Linked DNA regions of Sus scrofa: region 1 is linked to region 2. Evidence: chromatin contacts called from public HiChIP or PLAC-seq data. All regions are on one chromosome and are shown on one strand. The core of a region is the stretch at or near the end of the contact, and the rest is flanking DNA. Distances in the headings are between cores, read along the strand shown. Region 1 overlaps GPBP1 (vasculin). Region 2 holds the start of GPBP1 (vasculin).

Evidence for each region. HiChIP or PLAC-seq counts read pairs in DNA pulled down with a chosen protein or histone mark.
Region 1: an H3K27ac HiChIP or PLAC-seq map of alveolar macrophages shows a contact between it and region 2. The contact joins the enhancer-like site here to the promoter of GPBP1 in region 2. A contact is called at or near these places in 1 of 5 promoter capture datasets (liver), 11 of 47 Hi-C or Micro-C datasets (alveolar macrophages, blood, brain and 5 more) and 2 of 2 datasets of contacts at active chromatin or transcription factors (alveolar macrophages and skeletal muscle).

The regions. Positions count from the first base shown.
Region 1 is chr16:36,259,189-36,261,888 of Sscrofa11.1, reverse strand. All of the region lies in intron 3 of GPBP1 (vasculin), which reads right to left. Among named protein-coding and RNA genes, the nearest start is that of GPBP1, 43 kb to the right of the region's middle. Within about 2 kb of position 1,423, at least 5 of the 83 cell types and tissues checked have an H3K27ac peak or open chromatin away from gene starts, as enhancers often do. A contact at or near this core is called in alveolar macrophages and liver, where this site is marked.
Region 2 is chr16:36,215,851-36,218,550 of Sscrofa11.1, reverse strand. It overlaps GPBP1 (vasculin), which reads right to left and starts at 1,316. Exons shown (of 13, transcript XM_005672465.3): 1 at 917-1,316.

The sequences.
Region 1 (2,700 bases), core at 174-2,673, 43 kb before region 2:
GAAACTTTAGTTATTATATTTTAAATCTTCTTCTGGATTCTTTATAAAAAAAAAAAAAAAAAAAAAACAGTTTTGTGGCACAGCAGAAATGAATCTGACTAGGAAGCATGAGGTTGAGGGTTCGATCCCTGGCATTGCTCAGTGGGTTAAGGATCCAGCGTTGCCTTGAGCTGTGGTATAGATCGAAGATGACGCTCAGATCTGGCATTGCAGTGGCTGGGGTGTAGGCTGGAGGCTACAGCTCTGATTGGACTCCTAGCCTGGAACCTCCATATGCTGTGGGTACAGCCCTAAAAAGCAAAAAAAAAAAAAAAAAAAAAAAAAAACACCAGAAAGTTTTCTAGAATTCTCTCATGGTGCAGCAGGTTAATGATCTGGCATTGTCGCTGCAGCAGCTGAGGGTCAATCCCTGGGCCCAGGAACTTCCACATGCCATTGGCATGGCCAAAACAAACAAACAAACAAAAAAAAGTTTTACAATTTTCTGATTCCTGGAGTATCTGAATCAGTAGTTAACAAAAACTACACAGTAAATAAGACGTTTCAATGAACTCTGAATTTTCTGATGCTCTCTTAGCCTGAAGTTTAATAAGCACACATTTTTCTTTCTCTTTCTTTGCTTTGCTTTTTAGGGCCCCACCGACAGCATATGGAAGTTACTGGGCTGGGGGCTGAATCGGAGCTGAAGTGCTGGCCTATACCACAGCCATAGCCACGTAGGGTCCGAGCCACGTCTTCAACACACACAAGCTCACGGCAAACACCAGATCCTTAACCCACTGAGTGAGGGCAGGGATCGAACCTGCATCCTCATAGATACTAGTTGGGTTGAAATTTCCAATAAGCACACATTTTCAATGTAAACCCACACTGCTTACATTATTGAAGGAGTAATTACGATGTTACTTTTTTTTTTTCTTTTAGGGTAGCTCCTGAGGCACATGGAAGTTCTCAGACTAGGGGTAGACTAGGGGTCAAATTGGAGCCACAGCTGCCTGCCTACAACACAGCCACAACAATGCAGGATCCGAGCTGCATCTGCAACCTACACCGCAGCTCAAAGCAACACCAAATCCTTAACCCACTGAGTGAGACCAAGGATCAAACCCACATTCTTATGAATACTAGTCAGGTTCTTAACCCACTGAGCCACAATGGGAACTCCCAATGTTGCTTTTCAAACTGTAGGTCAGGACTCATTATGAAGGATGATGAAATCAGTAACAATTTGCATTTTTTATTGTAATAAAAATGAACAGAAGAGAAGGAAGACTGCAAGTATAGGAGTACTATTTTAGTTATATCTATGTCCATATAAAAACATTATGTAAAATTTACCTCCTCCTGGGCCCCAATCAACAGTTCAAAAGCCAATGCCCTATTTCACAAGACATGCCCTATTTCACAAGACATGAACAACCACATGCAGTTTAAAATTTCACCACATGATGGGGCTAAAATTCTGCACTCCTCAGAAAACGATCCAGATTCAGTGCTGAAAACATTGTTACCCTTAATGCAAGTCTTCATATTATCTCTTCAAACAACAAATAAAAGACACTAAATTGAAACAGAGAACAAATAGTAATTAATGTCTGTCCCATTTACTCCAGGTAAGATTAAAAGGGCTTGGCAGGAAACAAGAGGTTCATTATAAATGAGAATCTATGAATAGCAATTTTAAGGGATGAAAAGATAAGACAGACAGTATAAGTCATTACTAAAGGTGTGTGTGTTTGTCAAAACCACTTTGGGTAAGGTCTAAGGAGACAGTTTCAAATACTGCTAGTTAAGAGTTCAAACTCACACTGTTTTCTGGAGGTAACTTAGACTAATTGATAAATAACAGGCAATCCCCAAGTCTCAATATCATCATCTTCATTCATGAGGGCCTTTATCAAGTGTTTGGTTCTAGAAAACAGTAGGGATTTCACCATACATACTAGCAGTCAATCTTAACCTCAGATTAACATCTGGATGAAGACAAGAATTATTCTTAAACTTTTAATGTGGTAGCTAACTTTCCAGGTGCTGATAATTTTCACTGATAAGCTTAAAAATAAAAACAAGTGTAGGAGTTCCTCTGTGGCTCAGCAGGTTAAGGACCTGGCTCTGGTCACTGTTGTGGCCTGGGTTCTATCCCTGGCCGGTGAACTTCCACATGCCAGCAGATGCAGCCAAAGATAAACAAATTAAAAAGTCTTAAATTCACTTCAGAAAAAATGAATAATGAAAATTAGAAAACTGAGTAGCAGGAAATTCATATGAATCCAGAGTCTGAAGTAGGCCTGGGAAAAAAATGAACCTAGGAAAAGCATAGATGAGAGCAGCTGGGGGAGCAGAGGAAGGAGGACAAACAACAAAGTAACAAATTCCAGAGACCTAAACTTAAGAGGAAAGGGGACAAACAGAGCCTGTAACTAAGAAGCAATCTCAGCTGCTTCTCAGTAGGAGTCGGCATATGATCACATTTTAGTCTATGAAATGAAATGTTTAATCATTTTATAAAATTCCAAAATGAGTCCTATGGAAAGAATACAGAAGATAATATGCATCCTAGATTCTACTCTAGCATCACACAAATTACATGAACAGGCAAGTCAATTAATCTTCCAGAGAATTCATCTGTACAAAATAAAGTCAGCTCACATGGTCATTAAGAGCCATTTTCAAATATTCAAATTCCTTTGTTGAAAATTT
Region 2 (2,700 bases), core at 67-2,566:
GGGCACACAATCTTATAAAAGACTCTCTGTATTTCTATTAAATCTACCAAAGGAAAACGAATAGAAAGGTGCAAAGCTACCGAGCATTAAGAAATGCAACTTAGCAAATGAGGGATATAAAGAGAAAGACGCTCCCTCCAAATCAGAATGTCTAAAAGAGGAGGCACATTTTCCCCACTCTAAGTAGAAAGGTAAGTGGCTGAGAAGTGGGGAAAGAACATTCCTTAAATTCGCCCGGGGGAGAGACTTACCCAGGCTTCTAAGGGCAGCAGCGAGATCTGAGGGTTCCCATTCCCTTGAATTAAGAAAACAGGTTTCTCCCAACACTGAAGAGGTGAAGGTACCGAGCCCTTCTCGTAAGCCACATTGAGAGGTTCTCCCCACGAACAGACTAGGTCCCCTCAGACCCCACAGGACTCCGAGGGGCAAGGGAGCGCTCGACTCGGTCCACAGCTAGTGCCACGGACCCGGAGAGGCGGGCAGAGCGGGCGCGCCGAGAAAACACCGAAGGCCACAACTCGGCCTCGACTCCCTCAGCCCTCCGAGAGCGGCAGCGGTGCAAAAGCAGGCGGGCGCATGCGAGAGGCCGGAGGAAGACCGAGCGAGGAAGGCGTCGGACCGGTTCCCAGCCTCCGCCAAACAACACCCCCCCCCCTTGAGCAGCCAAGGCTAAGCCACCCACCCCCTCCCCACAACCGCCACCTCCGCTCCACCCGGGCCGAGTCAATACCTAGAGGGGCCTCCCAGCACCGTCCTTCCCTCTCTCTCCTTGCTCTCCCGCCACCCCCCGCCCCCGCCCGTGGGCAGCCTCACACCTCGCGCCGCCAACGCCGCTCCCGACCCCTCAAACCTCAACGCCGACACAGACACCCCCTCCTCCCCAGACCCCGGCGCGGACCACAGAAGACGGTGTTACCTTCTGCCACACCAGAGGTGCCCCTGGCCTGGGGGTGCCGCTGCGCTCGATCCCGGGAGGAGGTTTTCGGTACTTTGAATAATCCCCTTTTGCCGCTTTTCCCTCCCCCACAACCAGTCTCAGTCCCAAAATGGCGCCGACCCGATCCGCAATGTTCTGGGCCAAGTCTCGCGAGATCGTGGAAGGTGGCGAGGCGGGGAAGGAACCGGAGGGGCTGAGGAGAAGGGAGGGGAAAGGCGGGGCGAGGAGAAGGAGGAGGGAAATAGGGTATGGAAGAAGCGGTGCTAACGAACCTACTGGGCGGGGCAGCAGGAGGAGCGCCTCTACCAGAGAACCTTCTGGCCCAAGCAACCGCTCACGCCCCGGCCAAAGAAGCTCCGCCCTCTACGTCGAGCGGCTGAGGGAGGGTGCAGAGGGCGTGGTTATGGCTAGGGGCGGGGCTTCACGGAGGTCCCGGAGGCAGGGGCGCGCGGGGGGCGGTGGCTCCGCACGGTGACGTCAGGAGCAGCTGGAGTCGGGGATTACCCCCTGCTGCTGACGTGAAGACTATGAACAATCGGGAACGTTCGGTGGAAGGGGGAATTCCCCGTTGCTCCCAAAGGAGCCCCTCCTTCCGCCCTTCCCCCGGTCCTGGGCGTCCCGGGAGCTTAAGACCTTGGGCCGCCGGGAAGGCGAAAGGGAAAGGCTGCTTCGGGAGGCGGCTGCACGGGCTCGAGTAGAGCGCGCCGCGGCGTTCTTCCGGGCTCCACGCTCGGAGGAGCGGCTGAGCGAGACGCGTCGGGTACCGAGCTGGGGCCTGGCGGATGGGGAGATCACATGCTCGCTTGTACACAGCCCTGCGCAGGCGGGCACCGGCTGGGTTGGCGCTGGTCTGTTCCGGCGCCCTCAAGCAGCCGATCCACTATCGAATGCAAATACGAGAGTGTGTCGGACATAATATATATGCGGGAGGTCGGTGACGAGACTCTCTCGTTGGGGCTAAGCCCAGATTCTCAAAGGATTAAAAATGGCTACGGGATGTAATCATGCTAACGTATGTTTTTCTATTAAATCTGCAATAGGGGAGAATTATTTTAGCAAGGTCTCGGTCCCATACAGCTTACACGATTTTGTGCTATGAAGTTTGTGGGCGTCAACGTTTTATGATTGCGATACCTTTTCGCCTTGTAACTGAAAGCTCATTTTGAAACCTGTGAAATTAGCCTTCCAAGAGGAAGTTTAGGAGTATGTGGGGGGAGGGTGTCTTGAGGGAAAATCCAGAAAATAAAAAATGCTTGGCTCTTCGCCCTCTTCCAAACCACAAAGGCTTCATACACGGAAACTTTATGATTCTTTTATATTCATTATGGGGTTTGTAGTTCAATGGACTGCCTCTAAAAGCTCCCTGAAAGAATGTGTGAATACAAACTCACCAAAAATTACACTTCTCAATCTTTTCGTCTTTGCGAAGGACATGGACCCTTGGCAATCAATAATATCTCGCTGTGTGCAAAGAAATGAGAACACTTGCTGGATGCCTTGTCTGTGCCAAGCACTTTCTTATATCAGTCTCTGAAGTGAGTGTTATTTTCCCCATTTTGCAGATGAGGAATCTGGTTCAGGTTACACAACATAGAAGTGGGAGCCACAACTAGGCTGTGCCAGACTTGAACTTCAGTCCGTTTGGGTCTTAATTTACGTTCTTTCCACCGTTCCACATTGCTTCCGTTGAAGTGACATGTATTGGGACAAGACCTGCTTCTGCTCCTGTTTCTAAGCATGATGTCAATTCAAAAAACTAAAGA